2 separate regions of the Hordeum vulgare genome follow, and region 1 is linked to region 2. The links are chromatin contacts, called in public Hi-C maps. All regions are on one chromosome and are shown on one strand. Each heading gives the region's core, a stretch centred on a gene start, on an enhancer-like site or on the middle of the called end of the contact. The rest is flanking DNA. Distances are from core to core; before and after follow the strand shown. Region 1 holds the start of LOC123430627 (1-aminocyclopropane-1-carboxylate synthase-like). Region 2 has its middle 43 kb from the start of LOC123430627.

Region 1 (7,588 bases), core at 2,391-4,890, 43 kb after region 2:
TCAACCCTCTCATTCTTCACTTAATTCTATGCAACCTCATCAAAATTGCTTAGTTGGCATGCATGATACTAGTTATGATACTCCCATTACAGACAACCTAAACATGTATACTAGAGGTTATTAAATAACATGTTAAAAGATCATGTTACCCATACTAATGGACTAGAGGTTATTAAATAACATGCTAAAAGCAAAGACACTGTTGAAAAAAGTCCAAAAAATCCCAAAAAGGCTCTCTCTTAGGGATTTCTTTATTTAGTCCCAAATGCCCATTTTTAGTTCATAAAAGTCCCTCATATTTGGTTTAGATGAGACTAAAGGAACTTTTTTAGTCCATAAATAAAAAAGTCCCTCATATTGTGCGCATCGTTGTTGTATAATTACTCCAGGAAGGTTGTCAACTCCATTGACTAACATTAATTTAGTGTTTGACCACATATGTCAGACAAGAAAATTCATTTAAACCTACACATTTAAGACAGCCGTAGCAGACGGACGAAATAGTCCTGCCAAAAGTCAGTCGTCGCGAGGTGGCGAAAACCGTCACGATTTAATTTTCTTTTGACCTGTCATGGGCGGAGCGTTTACTGGTGTGTTTGATCGCTCTCGCAGTTATGAACTGCCCGCCCCTCTATGGTTACTATCCACATATGAGGTTCATTGTATAACGTAGACCTTCTTGCCAAAAGATGATTCTGTTGGATTCGCTTTTGCATGTCCTTGGACTAGCACCGTCACAGTGTGTTCAGCACATGCGTGGTGCCAGTATCATGCACGATCACAATGTTTAGCACCTTTTTCTCGGCTTGGCGCGCAAACAATGTGGTCGCCGTAGTGCCCAAATTGGCCACGAATTGCTTCTGGCAACCACCAGGTACCAGCTTAGCCATCTAGTTGTTTTGGCCAGTCGACTACTCATGCATGCGTGTCATGTGACCACTCGGCATGAACAGTGAGCTATATCAAAACAATGAACAATCAGAGTACTCATGTCATGTGAAAATGAAGATCGGACCTACCTCGGAGACTTTCATGTCAAGTTGTCTACCTTTTCTTAAACGGTATAAACGCAGATGCCTACATACACGCGGATACTACACCCGCACTGTCAGGTAGTGTAGTCAACCTGGAAACTTCTATCTTGCATTCGGGAAGGGAGAAACAATCGTTACACCAAACAAGGTAGTACAGCGGATGCATCGCAACTCTCGGAGATCCTGGCCACCGCCACACGGAAGTACAAATATGACAAAAACGTAGCATCACTTTCTCTTTGATTGGAACGACACAAACCTACGCGCACCGCCACACGACCAAAAACCTGTCTCTGCGCTGTGTGTGCCTCCCTCCCTGCACGTATATTCGGTTCGGTTGGTGTGCGACCACTCAAGTTTAGTTTATTTGCACACTCAATTTTAGTTTATGCTGCACACAGGATGGCTAAGCAGCCGGATCTTGAGGACGCGACGGTGCGATCTGTTTCGAGTTGTTGCTAAAACAGTTCAAAGAAGGTCGACAAAAGTTCAGACAAAACACAGAAAATTGCGGGCCAGTTTCGAGGCAAATTCAATCCTGCAAGCGTACGTTCCACGGCAAAATTAACCCCTGCTTTCTCGAACCCTCCTCCCGATTTATTGCGGGCTGCACGCACGAGGCACGACGCCGGCGGCTAGTCAGTCCCCGCCCCGTCCAACACGAGCGCGAACCGCCGGTGGTGCTCGCGCCGGCTACGCCAGCTCTCTCCTTTTGACCAACTCAGAGGGTGTTTGTTTCCACGGACTTATTGATTTAGGGACTTAAAAAAGTCCCTATAAGTCCCACCTAAACCAAACACAAGGAACTTATTGAGACTTATTGTGGTGATTTGAGACTTATCAAATAAGACTCTCAGGGAGGAGCTTATTGGGACTTATGCTCGTTGGCCCGCGTCGTTTCCCGCATCCATCAGTGCCCGCCGCCCCACGCCCTACCCCGCGCCGCTCCCAACCCCAATCGCCGCCGCCCCACCGCCCCGCATCGCTAGCCTCCCCGTCGCGGCCCGCCCCGTCGCCGCCCCACCGCCCCGCATCGCTGGAGTAGCGCCCCGTCGTCGCCCCGTCGCCCCGTCGCCACCCCGTCGCCCCCCCGTCGCCACCCCCGTCGCCCCGTCCCCCCCGCCGTCCCGTCCCGTCCCGTCGCCTGTTTCTGCCTCGGTTAGTCCCGTCCCATCGCCCCGTCCCCCGCCGTCCCGTCTCGTCGGCCTGTGCGATGCAATTTGTATGAACAAGGGTTATGTGAAGAAGTGTATTATTAGGTGCAACATGGACTTATAAGTCCCTGTAAACAAACAGATAGGGACTCGGGACTTATAAGTCCCTGTAAACAAACAGGTAGAGACTTATGACTTATAAGTTGGGACTTAAAAAAGTCCTAGAACTTATGAAACAAACAGGGCCTCAACCCATCGAGCTGACGATGCTTTTTTTCCAAGAAAGGAAGGATGACCACCTGCGTGAGCATCTAAACGTTGCATGCATTCATTTTATTAATTATTCATAAAAACATTATAAAATTATATATTTTTTTAAATATAAAAACGTTTAGATCATTAAATTAATGATATAGATTATCTTATTTTTTTACGAAGGAGGTACATCAGTAAGTCTGAAGTCATCATCTTTAACATCATATGTCGCTATTTCTATCGGGTTGATGAAGGGGTGCCGATAATCCAAGTCAAATACCAACCAAACCTCGCACCAAAGCCTCACATCTAAAGCCGAATGCCCTAACCAAGCCGCTTGCCGAGTCTGGAGCACACACCAATCTGACATATTCTTAGAGTTTGTGGTTGCCGTCTTTCACAGATCCATCTTCAAAGCAGGTATTGGCGCATCGTTCATGCGAGGCCTGCCGTTGACGTCCGCACGATGCCATACAATGCCACCTCCCTACGCACGTCCATCAAAACGCATCCATCGTCGAGACTCTGCTGCACCAGTCGTCGGAACCTACCATCATCAACGCCGTAGATGCCACGTCGCACCACTCCCTGGTCCAGATCGCCTCCAATGACAATCAAACAGTGTCATCAACCACATAGCTCCCAAATCGACGCCTTCAAAAAGAAAACGACGGCAAAGACGTCGGGTCGCCCACCGCAGTTAGGGCTTTCATCCAAGAGGCCCGTCCGGCCGCCGCGGTTTCCTGTCAGCTTATGGCTATGATCTCCAGCTCGAGCTGACGATACCGACGTCGCCATCCGTCGTCCGCCGAAGTCGCCAGCCCGCACGCCGCAGAACGGATCGCCGGCGACGGGACGGTTTTTTTTTCTCCGAGCCCCACGTGGGCAAGCACGTTACTGCGTCTAACTTCAAATTCACGACCGCGCGTCCATCGTCAAGTCACGTCGCCTTGGAGTTGGATCGCATATATTCTTCCCAAATCAATTGGCCAATTGATTACCACCATTGTCAGCTGGGCGGGGGGTGGTGCAAGGACGAGGACGTGCGGGGCCTGAGAGGTCACCATCTGGCCCAGCTAGCCGCTGCATCTTCGCACTCCCTTTCATGGAAGTTTCCCCCACCACCATGCGCGTGTATGCCAAACAGGCCCTGCCCTTGACCTGCGTCTACCGCGCCATGGCCAGCGCCAGCGGCCACGAATCTATAAATAGGCGCCAGCGGCCAGCTTACCCATCCATCTCCCTCCCTCCCTCGCCAGCTCAAGCTCAAGAAGCTTCACCAATCTCCCTAGCAAGCTCAAGAAGCTTCATCCTCAGCTAGATTAGCGCATAACATTCTTGGCCTCTCTTCTTGTCCGTCTCTGTCTCTGCTTCTGCTCATCCATCGACCTTTAGCTAGCTCATCTTGAGAAACCCGATAGCGCAGATGGCAAGCAAATCCGCCGAGCTTCTGTCGAGGATGGCCGCCGGCGACGGCCACGGCGAGAACTCGTCCTACTTCGACGGGTGGAAGGCGTACGACAAGAACCCCTTCCACCTGCAGGACAACCCCGATGGTGTCATCCAGATGGGCCTCGCCGAGAACCAAGTACGCAATTGTCTCCTTGAATAACAGAGCAGTGATATTTCCTGTCCATTTTCCGCCATTAATCATGGAGCTAATCGTCGGCGGCGCTGCAGCTCTCGCTGGACCTGATCGAGGAGTGGAGCAAGGCACACCCGGAGGCATCCATTTGCACGGCGGAGGGCGCCTCGCAGTTCAAGAGGATCGCCAATTTCCAGGACTACCACGGCCTCCCGGAGTTCAGACAGGTGAGCTCAGCACGCACTAACACGAAATAAGACAAGCTAGCCAGTGATACAAGATTAGTGATAATATAGATGTTGACGAGTGCGAAAGCGACGGAGCAGCGCCGTGACAGATCATTGCTAACCAATATGAGTCTGATGTTGCAGGCGATGGCCCAGTTCATGGGGCAGGTGAGGGGGTGGAAGGCCAGGTTTGACCCAGATCGCGTCGTGATGAGCGGCGGCGCCACCGGCGCGCAGGAGACGCTCGCCTTCTGCCTCGCCAACCCCGGCGAGGCTTTCCTCGTGCCCACGCCTTACTACCCAGGGTACGCTTCGTCAACCCCTTGACAGCAACTGAATTCGGTGCATGGCCACCTCTCGTGCATGTAGAAGTCAATCACAGACCCTGAAAGCCGGGTCAAATGGTAGACAATACTATGTAGTTGTCGGGAAACCCATTTTGGGCTCAGAAGACTAGTCTATTGTCAACGAGGAATAGCCAACCTTCGAGACGAAAATGCGTCCAAGTAGGTAGGATTCAAGTTCTTCGCTTCATAGTTTTAAATAAAAAAAAAATCTTGGCTTCATGTCTTCAAGTTGAATGGCGCAACCTAGCCTGCTGCATTCAGCGAGACGCACGCATGCACACGACGTTTACCAGCAGCCGGTCTGGTCTTTGGTGACTTTTTGGTTAATCTCTGACCTATGCACGGTCAATTGATGACCAATAAAATTCAAAAAGACTTAGTACTACTAAAGATACACAGCGCAACGTAAGGATGCATGCATGCACGCACACAACGAGTTGTTTCATCAAGCCTGACGTATGTGCTTTCGTTCGTGATCACAGATTCGACCGCGACTGCTGCTGGAGGTCGGGGGTGAAGCTGCTGCCGATCGAGTGCCACAGCTCCAACGACTTCAAGATCACCAGGGAGGCCGTGGTGTCGGCGTACGAGAGCGCGCGGAGCAACGGCGTCCGCGTGAAGGGCATCCTCATCACCAACCCGTCCAACCCGCTGGGCACGACCGCGGACCGGGCCACGCTGGCCATGCTCGCCACCTTCGCCACGGAGCACCGCGTCCACCTCATCTGCGACGAGATCTACGCGGGGTCGGTGTTCGCCAAGCCGGAGTACGTGAGCATCGCGGAGGTGATCGAGCACGACGTCCCCGGCGTGGTCGACAGGGACCTGATCCACATCGCCTACAGCCTCTCCAAGGACTTCGGCCTCCCGGGGTTCCGCGTCGGCATCGTCTACTCGTACAACGACGCCGTGGTGTCCTGCGCGCGCAAGATGTCCAGCTTCGGGCTGGTGTCGTCGCAGACGCAGCTCTTCCTGGCCAAGATGCTCGGGGACGAGGAGTTCATGGCGCGGTTCCTGGGCGAGAGCGCGCGGCGGCTGGCGGCGCGGCACGAGCTGTTCACGTCGGGGCTGCGCGAGGTCGGCATCGGGTGCCTGGGCGGCAACGCCGGGCTCTTCACGTGGATGGACCTGCGGGGCATGCTCCGGGAGAAGACGGCGGAGGCGGAGCTGGAGCTGTGGCGGGTGATCATCCGCAAGGTGAAGCTCAACGTGTCGCCGGGGACGTCGTTCCGGTGCCGGGAGCCCGGGTGGTTCCGCGTCTGCCACGCCAACATGGACGACGAGACCATGGGGGTGGCGCTGGACCGGATCCGGCTCTTCGTGCGCCAGCACCAGCAGCAGAAGGCCAAGGCCCGGCGCTGGGCAGCCAGGGGCCAGCTCCACCTCAGCCTCCAGCGCCACGGCGCCATGCCTTCGCAGTACCACGCGCTCTCCAGCCCCATGGCAGCGCTGCTGTCGCCCCAGTCTCCGCTCGTCCACGCCGCCAGCTAAGTCACTAGTCACCACGGTCGGTCAAGTGAGCCGTACGTACGTACACGCTTTTTTCGATCACATGCATGCATGCATGCAGGGGCCTGGCCTTGGTGTCTGGGCGCTCCGCTGGTGCATACATGGATGCGATTGTTTGGGAAGGTTTAGGCATGCAAAATGCATGCGGATGCAGCATGTAGCTGTAGATTAACGTTTTACCTACTGATGTAGGGTAAGCCGTGTGTTACCACGTAGGATATTACGATCCTCTTTGTTTTGCTTGTTTATGGTTTGGTCTGGTCTGATCGGATCAAGGCTTCCCGATCAGGTGCTGTAATAAACTTGTACACTGAGGTACAAGATTGATGTTGTATATCACCCTCGACAAAGGGTCCATGTTGTACCACACACCACGTGAGACGTGAGTGATGAGTCTATACCTAAAGGTTTATCTACATTTGTTATTTAAAAATAAAAGCAATCCAGTTTATGAGTTGTTAAAATTTGTCATCGTCCTCCGTGGCGGAACATGGAGCAAAGTGAAGAACGGGTTAGGACGAGCCAGAAGCTTGCTGAATGGGTCATCTCCTGTTATTGAACCAAATTCATACCAAATACCAAGATGCCTAAAAAAACCAAACAACCAAGAGCACATCCAGAAAAGAAGATGGGCCATGGCCTGGTATGGTTCCGTTATATATGCTCCGCCCCTGATCGTCCTTCCATTACGACACGACCACTACCAGTGTTGATTTTTTTGTCACGACTTTCACAAATGTCATTTCAGAATAAAACTTCGCAAGTATATAAAGTATTTGTCAAACAATAGCATTAAAAAATGAAGTTATTTTTTATAAAAAAATTACTGTTCATCATCATCTTCTTCTTCTTCTTGTTCTTGTACTTAAGCTACAGTAACCCAATCTTAAAACCTAACTCTAATCTGCGCTCCAGTTCATTCAACCCCAACATGCGCTCGTTCACGCTCTCATTGCTATCTAACTCTTCATGTCTCCCTCGCACAAAATAAACTCTTCATGTCTAGCGATGTAGTCAGTTCTTCACTTGATCAGGCATTACCTCTAAATCTTACCCCCCCCCCCCTCTGAGCACCAGCTTGTTATAATCACCTAACCCTAACATCTAACTTTGATGAGGCTTTCTTCCCTCGCTAGAGCATCTTCGTTGTTGTCTTTGTGGCCCTAAACATTTTCTTTTAGCCGTATAGCAAGCGGTTATTTATGAATTCTCCTTTTCTTTTCGAGCCGACATAATAGTGTGATCCATAGCTGATTTTGTATTTACTTGGAACAACGACCTCAATTATCATTACTTCAAATAACATAATAAAAAATAATACCCTACACGAGATGGGTTGTAGTTCTTATCTGCAAAGTAGACTTAAAAATAGGCCTTTCAAAGTTATGAAAGTTTTTGCCGAAGTGTTCAGACATCTAGAACTTCTTTTGGTTTGGACTGTCGCTATTACATAACCCCAGTGAAACTAGGGGCGTGG
Region 2 (7,280 bases), core at 2,195-4,694:
CTCCCTCCCTGATTTTCAAGGGGGGTGGGCCCTCGTCCCCCTTAATGTCCAATCAAAATCCACTTGTTTGTAAAAACCATGTAAAGTTATGTATGTGTAGCATTGCCCCAGCTAGGTATATGGCTTGGCTAGGGGCCTTCGGTTTTAGATGTTAAGGCTTAAGTGTGAGGTCTGTTTGGTATTAGTCTCGCTGTCTCGGACTAACGACATCCCTTCATCAAGTGAATAAAAATAACAACAAATGTTATCAGGATGGTGGCTTTAAATTTACTGATATATTATTTTATAAGATCTTTATAAATAAATAATAAAATGATTACATGCATCATCTAGATGCGGAGACCAGAGGTCTTTCTCCTTAAAAAAGCAAAAAAGAAAAACGTAGCTTGCCAATAAACAAAGTAGCTAGTCGAAGACGAACGTCAAGGCAAGTGACGCTCCAAATACAAAACGGTACTACGTGACATTATTTGACTACTTGGACCTCTTCTGTACGTTAGTTTTGTCTTCTGTGCATGTGAGCATGACATTTTCCAGTTCTCAGAAAATAAAGCAAAAGACCGGGACAACTGTCCAATGAGATACATTATGCATGCCTTTGAAAGTAGACAAGACCGTATGTGGTATGCACGCACGGGTTTTAATTCCTAACCTAGTCGTGTCGATTTCGCATCCGAAATTCCTAACCTGGCCGTGGCGATGAGGAAGGAATGTTTACTCGCAAAAAAAGTACAGAAGAAGAATTCAGTTCAGAAAAAATGTTGAAGAAATATTACAATCATAATTTCATTCTCAACACCAGTTATTTGAATCCATTCTCTAGTATCTTTTTTCTAAGGCCTCATTCGGCACAAGAGTTTTTCCATCCCCAAGGGGTTGGGGATTGTAGGGGATTTGATGATCCCCTTGCCTTCACCCAGTCCTCTCAAATCCCCATATTTCCTCCCATCCCAATCCCCTACACCCTCATATCCTACTAAGAATATACAAAGCCATCAATGAATCATATTAGCACACTAACGAGTCAAACCCTAGACAGAGGGGACGGGTGAGGTGGAACCAGTACATACCGACAAAAATGCCAGGTTTCGGTCGAAGACGGCAGGGGCTAAGGCAGCATGACGGTGGCAGCACTGGAGTGGACGGCCAAGGTGACGACTGCAATGGAGTGGACGACGACGGTGACGGCTGCAATGGAGTGGACGACGATGACGACAAGAGCCCATAAGCATCGGGATCTGAGGCAGCACTGATCTGGCTCAATTGCACGGAGTCGAGGAAGAAAGCGAGACGACTGCGAACTTAGGGACAGAGGGCGGAGGAGGCGGCGCCGTTACAGTCGGGGGAGAAATTTCACGAGGAGGAGTTCGCGTCTCCTCTCACACGAGTATTGGAGGGTTGGGGTGTAACTTTCAGGATGGGCTGGTCCAATACTGGGGTACCGAATGAGCCTCTCGAGAATTTTTGGGATTTCTATACTGGAGGGTAAAATACTCGTCAGAACATGCAAATACCCTAATGTCGAACGAGGCCTGAGGCATGGCCTCTCGCACCACCAATGAAGGCAAAGGAATGTGACTTGCTCAAGTAAAGTTTTTTTTTACAATGGGCAACATATAGCTCATACCACGTGCAATAGCCTCTTTAACAACACAACATCATGAGCTAGTCGACATGCCAAGAATGCACACCCGCAACAAAATGTGTATGGTGTTTATAGGAGCACTGTTTTAAACCAATTAACGAGGAAACAATACGCAAACCAATTTATGGTTGGATGGTTGGACGGACCGTGTTATTTCTAACTTATCAGGATTCAAATCATGATGCTTGCATTATTTTTAAATTTAAAAAACGAATGCGCAGCTCGTTGTCGAACCACGCACGTATAACTCTCTTTGCATGCCGTCCCTTTATGGACTGCCACAACGAGTACACAAAAAAGCACTGCCCCTTTTTTTTAGTGAACAAAGAGGAACTATCCCCTTTCGCCTTCCCATTTGCTTGCGCTTCCTTTGAAACAATTTCATCGTGGCGATTTCAGACGCCACGCACGGTTTATCCGCCCATGCGCAAGCAGTGATGGACACGCATGCAGTCACGCACGGTGCGCTTTTGGCTGCGGTTTTCCATGGTCAATATTCACCGTTGCCGACTCCACGGCATGACGGCAAGCATGCATTCGAGATGGATCCATCGCGATATAGTCTTTGGCACTGCACGAAGTTTGTCCGCTGTACCATCCACCTTTCTCGCGAGGGAGTAGCTCAGTGGTGCTTGTCACCACGATCCTGTTGATGGAGCTCCTTTCGGCGTTGATCGGTCCAACGTGTGCGAGCATTGACGGCACGTGTACACGCGTGCTCGTCTGTACGAATGGAACTTGACCACACACGCATGCACGCAAAATCAACCGAGAAAACAGCGACCGACTGTACGACGGCCATCTGCTGAACGTGGATTTCTTCCCTCGGAGAATGGATGGATGCACGGTTGCCGTCGGAGTCGGAGTACATGCGCCACGCTTGCCGATCGGCCGGTCCCCAGCTCTGAATCATCATCAGCAAGGAAAGGGAAAAGGTCACATCCGGTGTCCATCGTGAGAGATGAGATCAGTCCTCGCCTCCTCGGCATTTTTTGGCGAGTCAGATAAGATCACAAAGTCGCATGGTTTTCACCCCTGCACGCCGAGACCGTCCTCAAAGTCTCCACAACTGTGCGCGCGGGAGGAACTATGTGCGAGCACGGCGGCACCAGCCCCTAGCCACTGGCGCGCGCTTGACTTGCCGTCCGATCAACGACGACATACATGTCCCCGCGGTTCACACGCGGGAGAAGGAAAAAAATATCAGACCTGACCAACCAACGGTGTGCTTGATCCACAAGCAAGCTAGCCGCTGCCGTACTGTCGTCTGGACTAGTGCTGCTGACTATATCACTGCATCAGTGCCTCAGTGGCTCAGTGTCACAGAGCGCGCGCGCGTACGGACGGACGGTTTGGCTCCATGCGGCCCGGGCTCTCGGTTTCGTTTTCACACCGTGCGTGCCGGCGTCAGTGCACCCAGTGGCACTCGGCTGGCATGGCCGCGGCATGATCTCCCCGGCGGTTTTGGAGCGACGGTCACGACCCCACGCCACGCGCGACAGCAACGGTGGCGTCCCGCCGTGACCGGCGCGTGGTCACCGGCGCGCGGCGTGAACGCGTCTGGCCGCGGGCGAGACGAGAGACCAGGACGGGGTGCAAGCTATAACCTACAAGCTGGATCGATATCGTTTGAGAATCATGGTGGACGCGCTCTAGTTGATGTGAGCGTGTAACGGGACCCGAGCGGACCGGTCACGCAAGTGGCATTGGCATAAATGACATGCTGCCCTACTGCTCACCGGCCTCCAGAAAAACTGGACGCGTGGGTACGTGCAATGCCGACCTGGCGACCCATGCGTCAGTAGATGGAGGGTGGTGGACCACCGAGCACCTAGCACGTCATACGTGTGTGGCTCTCTGCCCATGTTGACCGGCATACCCTTTTTTTCGGTTGCATGTTGATGACGGGTTTGTACCTGGCTTGTTTATTCTCATCAGGACTGAAAGCTAATTATGTACTTTCTCACAAAAATAATACCGTACTAATCTAATGATGTGGTAGGAGCACTTGTATTTTGCTGTCAAATCAAACCAACCATGGTTCTCTCCATGTGTTTATTTATGCAATACGTATGCGCCAGCCCAGGGGCTGCTAAATGCCAAAAAGGAGTCTCCTTCCTGAAAAGATGTTTCGTTATTCTCAAAAAAATAGAAGAAAAAAGATGCTGCGTCGTACACCTCTTCTACTCCTAATGATGCTAATTTAGCGAGCAGCTCACCTGCCGATTTCTGCCTATTGATGCTATGCTCATGGGAAGGCGACCGCTTCTCATTGCTGTTAGTTAGCACCAGACTTTTTTTTTTGCGATGACGTTAGCACCAAACTGATTCCACTGTTACTTCCAAAGATTTGCAGGTACTAGTAAAAGTGCACGTGCAACACACGTCTAGACAAACATACGATGTTTCAAACATCGTGAAATTTGACATTTAGACAAAGTGCTTAGTACACAAATTTGATAGACAAACATAGAAATATTATTCTTCATGAATCAGCATGCCTTTTTTTTTTTAACGTAAATCGGTATGGCACAAAATACAAATATCAAGCCATCTTTCGTTTTTGTAGTATCAATTATATATTCTCTTACCAATATACAACATTTTTCGATATGTAGTTCCCAAACAAATAGAATCTGCCACAAGTGTTCAGGCTGACTTCAGGCCATCGTGTTTTTCGTCAGATATATAATGGTTCAAAATTAGCAAGTCATATTATTACAATATAATCCAATAGAAGCTCGAATCCCCTTGTTGGACAATGAATAATTTAAAGGGTTCGTCGTTATTATCTATTTGCGTAGACACGAATGCAAATATAATTTTTGTACCAATAAAATTCAAAAAACGACTATCGTTATGAGAAAACCAAGTCCGTCATCCATAAAGGTGAGAAGCTGCCATTGCCAGACTGCAGAGATAACAACCTCAGGGGACTATGAAGACTAAAATCTGAAACAAACTGCATAGCATCTTGTCAATGACATTCTTTAAGAAAAAAAACCTATCATAAATGCTTATGTTAAGGAAACGATAACATGACCAAAGTAGGGCCAGACAGTCACAGTTGTAAAGATTATACCTCGCATCCACACTTGAATCTTGGAGTTGCTGGTTGTTGATATTGATTTCATGAACACAAATTTAAGTGCAGCCATGTTGCCCTTCTTACTGTTATGTGGAATCGAAAGACTGAAATCATTCCTCAGCATGGAATTTATGTGCAGCCTTGTCCCCTTTCACTGTTCTGCGGATAAAAAATTCAGAACGAAGAGCAACAAGATCTTGAGATACATCATATAGCATGAGGAGAAAAAATGGCTTAAATTTGAGAACGAACATAAACAGACATGCAATAATCCTGAAGCAATAACAAATTCAAGGTCCTAGATTATGAGTAACTAAATTCACAAAAAAAAAGAGATTATGAGTAAGTAATTACCTCATGAAAATGGTATCAATGCGGCTAAAGTTCAGGGAAAACAATTCTTACATTCTACACATATTCTCTGCACTAAGGCTAACTGATGCAGTGAACACACAACATGTTACAATTTGGATCTTGTGGCTCGCTTTTTTGTATTTTTACTACATAGTTTGTATATGCGCAATAAGAAGATCCCTTGTCTTTTTGTCCAGACAAATAGTCCAGTTCTAATATTCTCTTAACAAAACAAAAATGCAACTCAGATGACATTAAAAACACACATCTTCACTTCCGAGGTAAAGAAGTATACAAAGGAGTGTGATCCACATACCTCTGATCACCAAGACAGAAATCAGGGAGGATAACATAGTGTCGTCATAGTTGTGTCAAATGTGTCATTTGTTGCTAAGTTGCAGGCCAGTATTGACATAGAAGTTAATTAGTGGAGTTAGATAGAACTGCCAGCCTTTGATCTTATCATATATAAAATTATAGCACATTGGTGTGATAATCTTATGATGTTGAACCCAAATGTCGAATTTTTCAGCAATTCATACCCAAGACGACAAAGTAAGAACAAACACCCATTTTAGTTACATAGATACAGAGGATCCATTAGCGATTCCAAATAGGCTGCCCAGCAAAATAACCCCCCCCCCTAGAGTAGAAGGAAGATGCTTACATGTAATTACAATATTAAGATAAACTTATCCTGCAAACTGAAAAGCCATGACCTACTAATTAGCTAATTCTAAAATGGTCCGTTACAATATGTAAAAATTATGCCTAGTATTGCTAGGAAACAGAACTATAAGGAAATGCATAAATGAATGTTTACCTTTATGGTTCTGGTGATGTGCGTGCACGACCGCTATCTCCTCCTTTCATTAAAACTTCTTGGGCCTCTCGCAATCTGTCGAAGGTAAAACACGGGTCTTCATCCGCCGCCGGTGACCAAAACGGTGAACCACGCCACCACGACTCTCTTTTCTTTTATATCTTCCTTCATTATATATTCACCGTTGCAACCGTACATGAGACATCACGCCGCCATCGAAATCGCTTGCAACCGCCGCCGCCCCAGATCCGGTCGCCGCCGCCTATACCCAACACCGACAGAAGTGCCGGCGTCTTGCCCGAGATCCTCCATGTCGCCTCGCTTCGTCGTAAGTTGTCGTCGCCGTCGCCTTCCATGGATCCGGCGAGATGCGCCGCGGACACCTGGATCCCACATCCCCGACCGCCTCGAGACGCGTCACCCACACTCCCGCCTGACCCAACAGCTGTGGACTCCGCGCTTATGGAGAGGCTGGTGTGCGTTAGGCGGCGGCTGAGTGGAGGAGCGCCGGCCGCCGGGGCGGCGAGCCGCTCCGAAGGATGGCAGCAGGGGTGCCTAATTGTAGCGCCTGCAATTTTTTAATGATCCACGATGAGACTGTAGGAGGAGGTGGAGCACGGTCAGCCTTTGGTGAATTTGGTAACTGCATAATGCCGTGGTGCATGGATGGTGGAAGGCCGTTAGATTGCAATTCGTTGACTAATTGTGTGGTGGTGATTGGTGTTTGTTTTTTGTGGGTGTAATAGTTGTGTGTACTTAGAGAAGTTCTTGTTTGATCCTTTATTAGTAGTATAGATGTACAATGGTTAATAAAATATTTTTATCTTAAGTTTTGTATGTAATTTGTAAATGATAAAAATATATGTCTACAACAAAGTTGTCAGAATCGCGACTCAAGTCTTAGAATCTTACGACTTTACAATCCAAACTAGCCCCTCCGATTCTACGATTTTGCTCATAGAATCTTAGATTCTACGATCCTGGTAGTTATGATCTACGATTCACGATCCTACAAATGGAGCTCCGATCCGATTCATAATCGCGATTCTGACAACCTTGGTCTACAATGACTCACTTCTTATACTTATCTTTAATAAATATTGTTCTAAAAATTATCACTTGTCTTCTCTTATATAAGAAAAGACAAGTTTTTCTCTTTTCTTCGTCTCATTATTTATTTTTTGTGGCACTTTTAAGATAAAATCATTGTACATGTCCATATCTTTTATACGAAAAATCTATACAACTTCATCCGATGCATGAAGATCTTCTATTGATCGCATATACACGACCTATGTTTAACTAGCCGTAAAGTAACTTTGACGAACGCAATAACTAGGGTGCATACACATAGAAAATTCGGGCTAGGA

What was found. Hi-C and Micro-C count contacts between places; a contact is called where the count stands out from the background.
Region 1: a Hi-C map of seedling shows a contact between it and region 2, with 2.1 times the contacts expected there. The contact joins the promoter of LOC123430627 here to the enhancer-like site in region 2. A contact is called at or near these places in 2 of 6 Hi-C or Micro-C datasets (leaf and seedling).

The regions. Positions count from the first base shown.
Region 1 is chr2H:582,632,617-582,640,204 of MorexV3_pseudomolecules_assembly, forward strand. It overlaps LOC123430627 (1-aminocyclopropane-1-carboxylate synthase-like), which reads left to right and starts at 3,641. Exons shown (of 4, transcript XM_045114482.1): 1 at 3,641-4,031; 2 at 4,124-4,255; 3 at 4,400-4,560; 4 at 5,085-6,445. The coding sequence starts at 3,870. The coding sequence ends at 6,093.
Region 2 is chr2H:582,589,722-582,597,001 of MorexV3_pseudomolecules_assembly, forward strand. No RefSeq gene overlaps it. Among protein-coding and RNA genes, the nearest start is that of LOC123430627, 43 kb to the right of the region's middle. Within about 2 kb of position 3,445, at least 3 of the 3 cell types and tissues checked have open chromatin away from gene starts, as enhancers often do. A contact at or near this core is called in leaf and seedling, where this site is marked.